4 separate regions of the Mus musculus genome follow, and regions 2, 3 and 4 are each linked to region 1. A link is a contact called in public HiChIP or PLAC-seq and promoter capture Hi-C data. All regions are on one chromosome and are shown on one strand. Each heading gives the region's core, a stretch centred on a gene start, on an enhancer-like site or on the middle of the called end of the contact. The rest is flanking DNA. Distances are from core to core; before and after follow the strand shown.

The links. Promoter capture Hi-C pulls out the DNA fragments that hold promoters and counts their contacts. HiChIP or PLAC-seq counts read pairs in DNA pulled down with a chosen protein or histone mark.
Region 2: a contact with region 1 is called in a FOXA1 HiChIP or PLAC-seq map of pancreatic cancer cells. The contact joins the promoter of C8g here to the enhancer-like site in region 1. A contact is called at or near these places in 4 of 39 promoter capture datasets (embryonic stem cells, liver and pre-B cells), 1 of 115 datasets of contacts at active chromatin or transcription factors (pancreatic cancer cells) and 2 of 9 other capture datasets (adipose tissue and liver).
Region 3: an H3K27ac HiChIP or PLAC-seq map of microglia shows a contact between it and region 1, with 6 times the contacts expected there. The contact joins the promoter of Edf1 here to the enhancer-like site in region 1. A contact is called at or near these places in 1 of 39 promoter capture datasets (pre-B cells), 3 of 115 datasets of contacts at active chromatin or transcription factors (microglia, pancreatic cancer cells and thymic regulatory T cells) and 1 of 9 other capture datasets (embryonic stem cells).
Region 4: a contact with region 1 is called in a promoter capture Hi-C map of liver, with 4 times the contacts expected there. The contact joins the promoter of Ajm1 here to the enhancer-like site in region 1. A contact is called at or near these places in 4 of 39 promoter capture datasets (liver, pre-B cells and second pharyngeal arch cranial neural crest), 1 of 115 datasets of contacts at active chromatin or transcription factors (pancreatic cancer cells) and 1 of 9 other capture datasets (liver).

What each region holds. Positions count from the first base shown.
Region 1 is chr2:26,482,199-26,485,427 of GRCm38.p6, reverse strand. Notch1 (notch 1) reads left to right here. Exons shown (of 34, transcript NM_008714.3): 3 at 1-241; 4 at 822-1,160. Among named protein-coding and RNA genes, the nearest start is that of Mir6996, 14 kb to the right of the region's middle. Within about 2 kb of position 1,752, at least 162 of the 459 cell types and tissues checked have an H3K27ac peak or open chromatin away from gene starts, as enhancers often do. A contact at or near this core is called in adipose tissue, liver, microglia and 3 more, where this site is marked.
Region 2 is chr2:25,498,949-25,502,177 of GRCm38.p6, reverse strand. C8g (complement component 8, gamma polypeptide) reads left to right here and starts at 1,672. Exons shown (of 7, transcript NM_027062.2): 1 at 1,672-2,084; 2 at 2,203-2,339; 3 at 2,519-2,589; 4 at 2,673-2,780; 5 at 3,063-3,164. The coding sequence starts at 1,947. Fbxw5 (F-box and WD-40 domain protein 5) reads right to left here and starts at 1,428. Exons shown (of 9, transcript NM_013908.5): 1 at 1,292-1,428; 2 at 27-242. The coding sequence starts at 219.
Region 3 is chr2:25,556,311-25,559,539 of GRCm38.p6, reverse strand. It overlaps Edf1 (endothelial differentiation-related factor 1), which reads right to left and starts at 1,693. Exons shown (of 5, transcript NM_021519.2): 1 at 1,511-1,693. The coding sequence starts at 1,588. Gm35476 (a long non-coding RNA gene) reads left to right here and starts at 2,012. Exons shown (of 4, transcript XR_866044.3): 1 at 2,012-2,085.
Region 4 is chr2:25,578,474-25,581,702 of GRCm38.p6, reverse strand. It overlaps Ajm1 (apical junction component 1), which reads left to right and starts at 1,604. Exons shown (of 1, transcript NM_001005424.2): 1 at 1,604-3,229. The coding sequence starts at 1,806.

The DNA.
Region 1 (3,229 bases), core at 503-3,002:
CAACGATGCCAGGACTCCAATCCTTGCCTCAGCACACCGTGTAAGAATGCTGGAACGTGCCACGTTGTGGACCATGGTGGCACTGTGGATTATGCCTGCAGCTGTCCCCTGGGTTTCTCTGGGCCCCTCTGCCTGACACCTCTGGACAACGCCTGCCTGGCCAACCCCTGCCGCAATGGGGGCACCTGTGACCTGCTCACTCTCACAGAGTACAAGTGCCGCTGCCCACCAGGGTGGTCAGGTAAGGGCTATAGGAGGTTGTGAACTTCACGGTTGGGACCCTTAGGCCTGGGCCCAAGGACCCTATCTTTGTTGACTTGACATACTCTGGTACACTAAACTTTATCCTCTCCTGGATCAGAGTTAAGCTGGGATCTACTATCCAGAAAAATCTTGGGGATTCCTTGGGAACTCTGGTCCTTTTCAACCCCAAACTATCTGATTTTTGGCTGCCCTGTTCCAGGACCCCAACCTCTCACTGTTTCTGTGCGTAAAGAATGAGTCCTCATGTAGCCCGGGTCTTACCATCTCCTTGTCAGGGTGCCTCAGGTTTCCATTGCTTCTCTATGTGGGGTCCAGGAGACAGCTAGGTACAAATTTTAGACTGCCATTCCTACTTTCTGTCCTTGAGCAGTCACTTAGTCTCTTATGACTTACAGTCCTCTGTATGCAGAAAGATGGCCACATTCTGCAACAGATACTGAGCATCATGAAGATAACACTTTAGATCTATCCCTGGTTGGTACCTACATGATGTCCAAATCTGCCCTGGGTTCACAGGGAGGCCCTGGCAACAGCTGACCCTCTTCTCTGCCTCCCAGGAAAATCATGTCAGCAGGCTGACCCCTGTGCCTCCAACCCCTGTGCCAATGGTGGCCAGTGCCTGCCCTTTGAGTCTTCATACATCTGTCGCTGCCCGCCTGGCTTCCATGGCCCCACCTGCAGGCAAGATGTTAATGAGTGCAGCCAGAACCCTGGGCTGTGCCGCCATGGAGGCACCTGCCACAATGAGATCGGCTCCTATCGCTGTGCCTGCCGTGCCACCCATACTGGTCCCCACTGTGAACTGCCCTATGTGCCCTGCAGCCCCTCACCCTGCCAGAATGGAGGCACCTGCCGTCCTACAGGGGACACCACCCACGAGTGTGCCTGCTTGCCAGGTAGGTTCCATCTCAGTATGCTGGCATCTAGCCTGGTTGTCCATGTCCATGCGTGTTCCACTGTCAAGCCCGAGGGATGCAGAAAGAGTTAATACCCTTTGAAGGGAGCCCAAAAAGAAGTTTAGAGAAGGGCAGCAGCCATGGAGCCTTAGGTGTGGTATAAGAGCAGGTCAGGATAGGGATACCAGAAGTGAGGGGACACTCTCAGTGACACCACACACGTCTATTTCTGTCTGGGCCATCTACTGAGATCCAGTTAGTTTGGTGCATAACCTCCAAGCCTTCTTTCTGCTGATAAGAGTGCCTTCCCTTGGTATTTTCTTCATGCTGGGCCTCCCCTGACCCATAGCCAACTAATACCCACCATGTCAATACCCTGAGCCTCTTAGGGCAGGGAGCCAGCCTGCCTTTACAGATGCTCATGAACTGTTTGGAATCCACATGTGACTCTCTGTATGTTACGGGAGCACCCTGTCATGGGCAGTCCCTGGGGTTTCCCCTTTCTCTGGGGATGGTAATTGAATAACAGGGTCTTGAGGGCCTTAGGGGCCTCACGTTTTTCATTACTTCCTCTGCAGTGTTCTTCCCACTGTGCTCAATGTCTCTGCAGGGGTGGGGCCTGCAGGCACAGCCCTAGTCCTTTCTGTTGCTGCTCTAGCGATGGTAACTCGGTGATCTAAGGCAGCTTGGAGCTGCCGCCAACCCACTTTTGGCAAGGGTGGGGTTGGTCAACATACCAGGCCGTTGAGAGGAAGGAGGAGTGGGCTCAGGAAATAGGAATAGATTTGGTTGCTGGGGGTGACCTCGGACCACTCCCCTTGCAACCCCGGGGCCACCCTACACACTGAAAAAGGGAAGTTCCCTTCTGCCCCAAGCTTGCAGAGCCAGCCTCAAGACTGCGTGCAGACACTGGCTTATACATTTCCTGAAAGTCATTGGGCAAGCTCGGAGGTAGCCGACAGCTGCCTACACGCTTCCCAGCCTCCCTGGGGGGGCTGGGACAGGATCCTCACGCTCAGGAGGGCCCCAGAGCTGAGTTCAGCTCTGTCTTGGTGGCCACCTAAGACCTCAGCTGTTAGAACCTGTGTTGAGAGGCTAGACTGGGTCTGTCATGCAGACTGAGAGAAAGCCTTGTTCAAGGAGCTTGTGAATGGAGCTGCCACCAATCCACCTTAGGCAGGGTGGGGTGGGTCAACTCAGAGTGCTGGAAGATGGGCAGGAGGGAAGCAAGGACTGGGTGGGGTCCCTTTACCTTAGCCGGTGGGTCATCCCTGAAGACGGAACACACACTACCCTGTGCTGTGTGGAGACATGCTGTTTCAGAGTAGGGAGAAGTGAAAATTGTCCACCCAAATTGCTGTTGAAGGGAGTCCGGTCTGGGCACAGTTATACCCACCATTTGGGCTCCCAGGTAGCTATTTACCAGGTTTCCTGAAGAATGTATGAACTAGGGTGGACATAAAGAACTAAGATGGGAACAGAACTTAAGCCTGAGAGCTGACTGGGAATTAAAGCGACTCTGGCTCCTGTATATCCATCCTCTCACTCTCTCACAAGCCCGGTTTCCCTGGAGGAGGCTGTATAGGCAGAGAAGGCTTTGGCCAGGCTCCACATAGGACCTATGATCCCTTCTCCTCGCCCCCAGTGAAATCCTTCTACACCTGCTCAGGGCCCCTCCAGGCTCGCTTCTTCTTGGAAGCGTGCCCTGTGCTAGAATAAATCTCTGCACAGGCAGGGAGACAAGCTATTTGGTCTTGCTGACCCCTGGGCGGGCACTAGGCTCCAAGTTGGTTCCTCCCTCACCCAGATAAGCCTTTTCCAAGCCTCCAGCTTCTTGCTGTGGTGCAAGATGGTGGGGTGGAGGGGCATCTTTGAGGAGGAGGCAGACAGGTGGGTTCTCCAAGGGCAGGAGGGGTTCAAAGGCATCCCCAGAGATGGTGTTAATTAGTAACCGGCTGCAAGTTTGGCTGTTGCCAGACTCGCCTTTCTGGGTTGATCATTGACCCGGCAGGAGTTGAGGAGATTAATAGCTAACTAGCTGCTGAGCAGGCCCTCAGGAAGCCACACTG
Region 2 (3,229 bases), core at 423-2,922, 980 kb after region 1:
GCAGGTTTAGGGGTGTGTGTACTGACCTGGGTGGCGGGGCACATCTCGAGCCACCTGGTAGTAGCGGTAGAATTGCTCCTTCCATAAGAACTCATCCCGGGACACAGCCTGCCATTGGCGGCATACCAGCCCAGCAGCCAGCACATCTGCAGGGCCCAAACTCAGGAAGATCTGGTAGACAAGGCTGTCGGGGAGCAGGGGCAGGCCCCCCTCATCCATCGTGACATTCTGCCCAGACGGTCCTGAAACCCACCAGTGGCGGCTCTGAACCCAAGCCTCCTCATCGCCAACCCCAGGGAGAGACTGATAGTCTGGGGTTCCAGACATGGCAGTCCTAGCTAGCCCCACCAACTGCCCACCGGAGAATTCCACTGCACTGAGCATGTGCGGGGGGAGGGGAGGGATGTGTGCATCTCTCTTTGTGTGTACAAGTAGCACTGCCCCACCACAGACCCAACACTTCTTGAAGGACCCAGGCAGTAACGTTGCACCACCTTACATTCTCCAGGACACCAAAGGACTTGCTGGACCAGACAGCAAGCCCCTGAGTACTACTAGGCCAGGTAGAACCTGCGAAGTGGGGGGCAGCCCCACTTTCCAGGTGGGGGCCTTTGATGCCTTCCCCAATGCTACAGGGCACAGGGAGGCAGGTGAGCACAAGACAAGCAAACAGGTCTGGGCTGCTCAAACTGGCAGGTCCAAGGTTTAGCAGCCCACCCTGTCTTTGACCTTGCTGCTATAGGACTTCAGGCCAAGGCTGACTTTCTTCTGAGAAGGGGTTCCTGCTAGCCAGTGGCATATGTCGTTCTGGACTCAGGAGACAGCCTGGCCAGGAGGGTGGTTAAGAGTGATTGGGGTTTCTGAATGTCAGAGGAGACATCAGGGACCACGCTTTGCTGCTTAGCTAGAGTGGGCAGCAGCTCCTTCATTCACCCACTGAACACCGGAGGGTGGATTGGGACGACGTCAACCTGCCAAGGCCATCACTGGCCAGATAAGGCCACCAAAGGCTGTACAAGTGTAGACATTGCAGGAAAAAAATATGGTGACAGTGAACAAAGCCCGTGAAGGTGACAAAAGCCAGTTAAAGTAGGACAAGGCAGAGCGAGGCCCATGACCGGGACCAGGCCCGAGAAAATAAACGAAGGCCACGATCGGGGACAAGGGACACCGAAGGTGGCAGAAGGCTGGTGAATGCAGGACTGGGAGTAATGGGGCACAAGGCTGGTGACTGGGGACAGGGCAGATGACACAGGTGAGTGAGCACGGCGGGGCCAAAGCCGGGACTCACCGCGGTGCCTCTGCCCGCTGCGCTGCGCCCGGCTTCCGCCGCCGCTCTAGTCTCCACCTCCACGTCTTTATGGAGGCGCCAGGCTCGACGCTGAGAGCCCCGAGGCATCGATGGACCGTTCCCCCCCCCCCCCCTTCCCCGTCTTGCGCCTGCGCCTCAGGCTCCGACTAGCAGCCAGCGTTTCTTATGCGCCTGCGCAAACTCTTACTTTCCGAGCGTTCTGACTCACAGAACAGTACTCACTCCTGGCTACCCTAAAGGACGGAGGATTGAGCCAGGCTCAGCTGGGCCGGTTCGAGACTCTGCCTCTGCTCTCTCTGCTGCTGGGCTTTGAACAAGTGACTTTATGAGCACGTTCTTGTTGGTTGTGGAGTTAAAGACAGTTATTGCATGCATAGGGTTGAGCACTGACCACAAGTGGAAATAGGGGTGCAGAGGTCAACTCTTAACTTTGCACTTGGGACACAATGCCCAGCTCCTATCAAGGCTAGGTTCTAGGATGGACCCTGGCTTGGGTTAGGGGTTCAGTAATCGGAAGACAGATGTGGACTTCCTGGACTGTGCTTCCTGTGGCACTGGACAGTGGACTCTGACCTAGGACAGTGCACCCCTCCACCTCGCTGTCCTGTCACCTACTGTCCGTAGCAGGTTGGCCATGCTGTCTCCAGGGGCTGTGTTGTTCTTCACCCTGCTCTTGACAGCCAGTTCGCTGGGCCAAAGGACTCGAAAGCCTATTGGGTCTACCTCCCCCATCAGCACTATCCAGGCCCAGGTCAATTTCAGTGCTCAGAAGGTAAAATCTGGGAGTGAGTGGGGGTAGGTAAAAGAGCAATAAGAACCTGCCTAGCTTGGCGGGATTGGTCCAGGGTGCCCCATTTCCCCAGTCCTGAGCACTCATAGTCAACTTCCAGTTTGCAGGGACATGGCTCCTGGTGGCTGTGGGCTCTTCGTGCCGCTTTCTTCAGGAGCAGGGACACCGAGCTGAGGCCACCACATTGCACGCAGCTCCCCAGGGTGCAGCTATGGCTGTCAGCACCTTCCGAAAGCTGTGAGTCCCAGCAGGACTTCATCCCAGCCCCTGAGCCCATCTTACTCTGCCCTCCTGACTCTAAACCTCATCTCTAGCTCTTCTGTGGCCTAGATAGCTATCCCATATGGCCTCTCCTGGGTTGGGGTTCCTAGAGTCTGGGTGCCTCCTCTTATGACATACCTTCTTCCCCTCCCCAGAGATGGGATATGTTGGCAGGTACGCCAACTCTTTGAGAACACAGGGGTCCCTGGCCGCTTCTTGTTCCAAGGTGAGGCAGGGGCATCAAGGGAGAGGGCTCTGGGCTGGAGGCAGAGGGGAAAGGACTGATGTGCTGTTGTGGTTCTGCCGCAGTCTCACGGGCCCGTGGACCAGTGCATATGGTGGTTGCTGAGACTGACTATCAGAGCTTTGCCATCCTGTACCTGGAACAGGGAAGGAAGCTGTCTGTGAAACTATACGGTGCGGACTAGTCCTGTGATCATACATGGCCTGTGCTTTTCACACATGACCTGTGCTCTGCATCCTCCAGGTCCACCTTGATGGACAGGGCGTCCCCAGATGGACACACACCCCTTCTCATTCCTTTTCTATCCCCATACTCTTGGCAGTAGGCACCCTTGATGAACAGCTACACATGGGATGGGGTGGGAACTGGATGGGGCAGGGACACACAGCTGACCTGGCTGTGTGTCCTGGGTTCCCTGCCATGTTGAAAGCACTGGAACTCTGCCTACCCCACAGTCCGCTCACTGCCAGTGAATGACTCTGTCCTGGATGTGTTTGAGCGGCGAGTCAGGGAAGCCAACCTGACAGAAGATCAGATTCTTTTCTTTCCCAAGTATGGTGAGTGTCCCCAGCCCGTGACCCTCCTGGGTGACGCCCGACCCCCTCTTACTACTGCCTGGGCC
Region 3 (3,229 bases), core at 444-2,943, 930 kb after region 1:
GTGTACTGTTACAGCTGTTCTTTTCAACCATTACTTATGACTGGCTTACATGAGTATTTGTCTGCATACAGCGCCCATAGAGCCAGAAGCGGGTGTTGGGGTCCACCAGACCTGGAGTTACTGGCAGGTGTGAACTGCCATGTTGATGCTGGTACCTGACCTTGGGTCTGTAAGAACAGCAAGTATTCTTCACCACAGAGCCAACTCTCCAACCCTTATTACTATTTCTTACTGTGCCTAATCTATAAACTTCTTCATGGGTGGGTATATATGAGTAGGAGAACACACACTACATACAGGATCCAGCACAACTCAGTTTCAGGCATCTACTGAGCAGCCTCAGAATGTGTCCCCAAAGAAACAGGGGTACACTGTACACACATATCTAGATAACATGCATTGAACTACTGCTAAAAGAACCAACTCACTTTTACACTAAGACAGGTGTGAGCTGGGTATGGTGGCACAGGACTGTGATCCTAGCCCTCAGAAGGCTGATTCAAGCCTTCTTAGTGCTAGATACACTAGACCCAGAAATCAATATCAGAGCACGTGCATGCGCACACACAGTACAGGCGACCAGGTTCTTTATTGGAAACAGAGCTAGTTTTCTTCCAAACTCTGCTATAAAGCAGAAAGGTGTGGAATGCTGCCCTGGCTTCTTCGGCCAGTACGGTTCCTAATGAGAAATGACACACCCCACAGTAGTCTCAGTAGTCTCCCTGGGAAGTAGGACCACTAACGATGATGCCTGGGCCACAGTAACTGAGTATTAACATCCTGCTTCAGAGGAGTGGCATGTGAGCGTCTCTGTGTAATATGCTCAGACTTTCTACACACTTAAGGATGATTCCAAGTTCTCCTGAAAAGAGGACTGTGGACTTGGCTTCAACTATGGCAAATAACTCCAGCTCTGGTCAGTACCACTTAGGGAACCACAGCATCCAGGGCTCAGGGACACAGAGTTCACCTATGGAGAGGACATCAGACCAATGTCTCACACAGCCCTCTTTATAGGCTGACATCGCCTGGGTGGGCATCATGGGCAGGAAGCCACCAGTGATGCCAGCACAGGCTGATACCAGGTAAGGGCAAAACCTTCAGCAGGACTGCCCCTACCCTGGTTCCCAAGTTTCCTGCGCCTAATGCCCACGTTGCCCACCCCACATTTAGTGACCAGCCAGGTTCTCTGACCCACACTTGCACCTGTTCTCAATCCTGTTTTCATCTCCATCCAGGTCCTCACCCAGGCCTGTCCCAGTCCAGAGCCCAGGCCACATTCCCATCCCCCTGCTCCGACCTTTGCCCCAGCCTCGCGCAGGTCAGCTGCCCTCTACCCCAGTCTTTTCCCGTACTCCATCTCCAAGGAGTACCTGTTGTCCCCCAAGGTCTCCACCCTCGAAAGATCCGTTCGGGTCCCCACCCACTGCCGGATTCCCCGGCTCGGCCCAGCGACCGCAGAGCGCCGTGCGGCCCGGCAGCTTCCCGCCGCCCCCCGCTGGCTGAGCACCTGCTTAGACTTGGCCTGTGCGGCCGTGGGGCCCTTCTTGCGCAGCACCGTCACGGTGTCCCAGTCACTCTCGGCCATGGCGCGGCGGGGGCAGCGATCCGTCCGGCGGCTCTGGCAGCTGCTCGAGACCCGGCGCGGCGACGCGACGTCCCTTCGTCGCCTCCCCGCTTCCGGCGCCAGCGCCTCGGTCCCGCCCCTGGTTCCCATTGGTCGGTGGTTCCAGGAGCCCGCACTTCCCGAGCTCTGCGGCCAATCCGCACCCGGCTAGTCTAGGGACCCGCGGGGGCTGCCCGCGGGCGGCGCGTGGAGGGCGACGCCTGATCGCCGCCACGGTTCCAGTCCCGTGTCCCTGTGGCTGCGCAGGGCGGAGCGCCAGGGGTGGGAATTGTGTGGGGATCGAAGGGAGCGGAGAGTGAGGGACCCTAAAGGAGAGAAGAGCGGAGAGGACATGGAGAGCAGACGGGAGGACCGAAGAAGAGAGTGGAGGATCCCGAGAAAAAAAGTGCAGAAGAGAGAAGAACCTTAGTAAAAAGAGTGGGGACCCGGAAGAGAGCTGGGGCGGAGAGGGAACACAGGTATCTGCGAGGGGAGTGAGGCACGGAGAAGGGGGCCCTGGAGACCTACACACACGCCATGCTAGCACAGGTGCCGTACAAGTGGGATCCTACTGATCCCAGCCGGTCTCCACCACCTTACTTCTGGAGAACCTGGGCCAGCGTCCCCCACACCAGTGGGTATACACCTGTCTTCCAGGCCACGCCTTAGGAGATCCCAGGATAGAATCCAGGTTCTCTTGTGCTTGTAGCTTGGCATTATACCAGTACTTCGAAGTTCCTTTGGAGGTGCTCTCTGGGAGAGAAACAGCAGCTGGCAAATTTTGTGGGGCCAGAAACATGTGAACCATTGATGGCTTCTTTGGAATACATAGAAACAAAATTACTTTAAAAATAAGCAACTCAGCCTCGAGGTGGTGGTCTTTAATCCCAGCATTCGGAAGGCCGAGGCAGAAGAATCTTTGGGTACGAGGTCAGCCTAGTCTACCAAACGAGCTCCGGGACAGCCAAGGCTACATAGAGAAACTGTCTCAAAAAACAAACAAAAACACCCTATAAATACAAAAATACACACACACCAAAAAAAGGAGCCTGGAGAGATGCTCTCTCTCCAGGAACTGCTCTTCCAGAGATCCTGAGGTCCCAGCAACCACATAGTGGTTCTTGACATCTGTATTTGAATACTATGCCTTCTTCTGATGTGTCTGAAGACAGCTACCGTGTACTCATATACATTAAATTAATAATAATAATAATGTAAATTACTTCTGCAACACCCGTATTTGCCAGGTGGAGATATGAGGATCAGAAGGTCAAGGTTATCTTTAGCTACAAAGCAAGTTTGAGACCTTCCAGGACTACATGGAACCCTGCTTGGGGAGGAAAACAAAATGATTATAGAGGCATAGTGGCTAAGAGCATTTGCTGCTCTTGCAGAGAACCTGAGAACAGCAGGATGTAACTCTAACTCCAGCGGCATTGATTCCCTCTTCTGGCCTCTGAGGGCACTAGGCACACAGTTGGTGTACAGACATGTAAAGGCAAAATGCCCATACACTTAAAACAAGATGGAATACACACCACACACACTCCACACACACACCACACATACATGGTGGTGGTGGTTTGGTTTGGTTGGTTTGTTTGTTTGTTTGTTTAAAGGCTC
Region 4 (3,229 bases), core at 355-2,854, 900 kb after region 1:
CTGCTGGTACCGGGTGTATGTATATATATATATATATTTATAGCGGGGCCAGGTACACACTGGGACCGACCTGGGCTATGCAGACTACTCGGGCTCGGCTCGTGGAGTAATCACCAGGTAAGAGGCCAAGCCAAACTGCCCAGCATGTGGAGCTGTTGGCACGGGAGGGGGCTGCACGGAAGGATGAGGAGTCCCCGCCCCCAAGCAACGCAGACTAGGTTCTTGCTGATGGCTGCTCCAGGACGGGCCAAAGCAGGACTGCTATTTGGGAAGGGCCTTCAAAATACCTAGGATACAAGAGCAAGCCCCAACCCCATCCCAAAGGGAGCGTGTGTCACAGTGCACTGCTCCTGACAGCTGCAGCCAGCAAAGCCGACTGTCACCTTCCTGGGGCGGAGCCTCAGACCCTGTCATCTCACCCAAACTCTGACCTGGCACTGAGTTTAGAATGAAAGGGGTCTTAATAGGGTCGGCATGAACCTGGGTTTGGAACAAGCCTTGGTACTTAGTAGCTCTGACTCCAAAGAGCACCCCTCTAACAGCCCCTTGTACACCTGGACTAGAGACCCGAAAGGCCCATCCACTTACAAGTCCTGCCAGGCCCCAACACACTCTCAACTTCCTCTGGAGCAGATGTCCTGGGAGTAGGTGCATTATGGGGGGAGGGTGTGTGTGTGTGTGTGTGTGTGTGTGTGTGTGATCGCCTTCTTAAACCCTCTTTCTCTAGCCAGCTCCAGGCCCTGGAGACCACAGACACTGGTGGCCCACATCTGAACATTAGCCTAGATCGTTTTCAGCCCATAGCTCCAGGGATGAACAACCACACGTTTCCATGGAGCTTTCCAAAGCCAGAGTGGGAAGGACTCTGTCCTGGGGAGGGGCTTTCCCGCCCTCTCCTCTGCCTCCTCCTAGCTAGCAGCCTCCTGGCTTGGTACACTAGTGGTAGTTTTCAGCTTAGAGGAAGGACACCATGAACTCGTGGCTCACATGGCCCCACGTGGTTCTGTAGCCTAAACCTGGCTTTAGCACACACTGGGGGTGGGGGAAGGGTCCATGTGCAATTCTGCAAAGCAGGAGAGTCTTGCTGTAGCCTTCTCTGTTCCAGCAAGCTTGGTGGGTTTCATTCAAGCAACTGGGGTCCAAGATTTATGCAAAAGGAAGAGGGATTTGAGACCCAAGAAAACTCTGGGATCATTCCTCTGCCTAGGACCTCATCGAGTTGAGGGGACTTACGCTTAGTTAAAAAGGACTTGAGTGCTAGGAGAAGAGTTCTCTGCCCAGCCTAGTCGGCAGGCAGGAACCATTCATTGACTCACCTGGGACTCTGCATTATCAGAGGGTCTACCTGTAAGGAAATCTAAAAGTGCATCGTTCCAACTGTAGGCACCAGAGGGCAGTAGTGCTGAGATCACGTCCCGCTTTGATCTACCTAAGCCTGCCCAACCGACCCTAGTAGGGGGAGAGAATGCCTGGCAGGTTTAACTCAGGAGTTCCCTCTACAAAGAAGGTCCACAGTAGCCTAAATTCTCCTGGCCCATCTACCCCACAGGTCGCATGGACTGTGAGCTTTCTCCTGCAGGTACATCTAACATAGGCATGGAGGCAGCACCAGAAGCCTTGACCATGACCTGCAGCCAAGGCTGCACCATCCCCTATGCCCCAGGTAAGCCGGACCAGCACGTGGGGTGGGGTGGGGTAAAGGGCTTGGGGTGCAGAGGAGGCTGCCCTGACCGGTATCTCCTCCCAGGGCAAAATCCCCGAAAGGCCGTGTGACTGGAGCTGCCAGCCTGGGGACGTCTTTTAAGATGACCCGCACGGACCCGCCGGACTTGCTGGTGTCGACCGTGTACCAGGACATCAAGGTGGTGGACCCAGGGCTCACGTCCAAACGCCAGCCATGTGAGCGATCCGTGGCCCGGCCTGCTGCGCCCACGCCTTTCAACAAGCGCCACTGCCGTAGTTTTGACTTCTTAGAGGCACTGGACGAGCCCACCATGGAGACACACCCAGAGCCGCCACCTCCTGAACCTGCGCCACCGCGCGCCCGACCCAGAGACAGCGAGCCTCGGCGCCGCACCCGTTCCAAGAGCGCGCCCCGTGCGTCCCAAGGCCTGGCGACTGCTCCAGCTTCGCCGCCCGTACTGCAACGCAGAGGTCGGGAAGCCCAGCGTGCAGTGCGGGTGGAGGGGTCGCCGCGCCGGGAGCCCTCGTATCCTGCGCTGAGAGCTCTCGCTAATGAGCTGCACCCCATCAAGCTCCAGCCACAGCGGGGAGGCCCCGGACGCATCGCGCCTCTATGCGCCACCCCAGGCCGCTGCGCACCACCGGAACCACCCTCTGGACCTGTCCCCCATGTCCGCTGCCGTTTGGACATCAAGCCGGACGAGGCAGTGCTGCAGCACGCCGCCCGAAGCTCGCGATCTTGCGCACCTAGAGAGACGACGTCCTGGGCTCGCACAGCTCCACAGTTCCATGGCCTCACAGTTCCCGGCCCTCGCCACGTGGCCCTGTCACGCACTCCTACCCCCAGTGACTTGTACTGTACTGACCCCAGAACTCTGTACTGTGACGGGCCACTGCCTGGGCCCCGGGACTACTTGGAGCACCGCAGTCAACCCTTCACAACGCCTCCAGGTCCCACCCAATTCTTCTACACCGAGGAGCCAGAGGGCTACGCAGGCAGCTTTACCACAAGCCCCGGCCTTCCCTTTGATGGCTACTGTTCCAGGCCCTACTTGTCCGAAGAACCCCCTAGACCCAGTCCAAGGCGTGGGGGCAGCTACTATGCTGGCGAAGTACGCACCTTCCCGATCCAGGAGCCCCCCTCCCGCTCCTACTACGGGGAGACAACTCGAGCCTACGGTATGCCTTTCGTTCCCCGGTATGTCCCAGAAGAGCCCCGGGCGCACCCTGGAGCCCGCACTTTCTACACCGAGGACTTTGGGAGGTACCGAGAACGCGATGTACTGGCTCGGACTTACCCGCACCCGCGCAGCAGCCCACCCTGGGCTGACTGGGGTCCGAGGCCTTACCGCACCCTTCAGGTAATGCCGCCTCCCGCCCCTGGACCACTGTTGGCCTCGTGGCACGGCGGCACCGGCACAAGCCCACCCCGGCTGGCCACCGATAGCCGCCACTACTCTCGATCCTGGGACAACATCCTAGCTCCTGGTCCTCGTCGTGAAGATCCTCTAGGACGCGGCCGCAGCTATGAGAACCTCCTGGGACG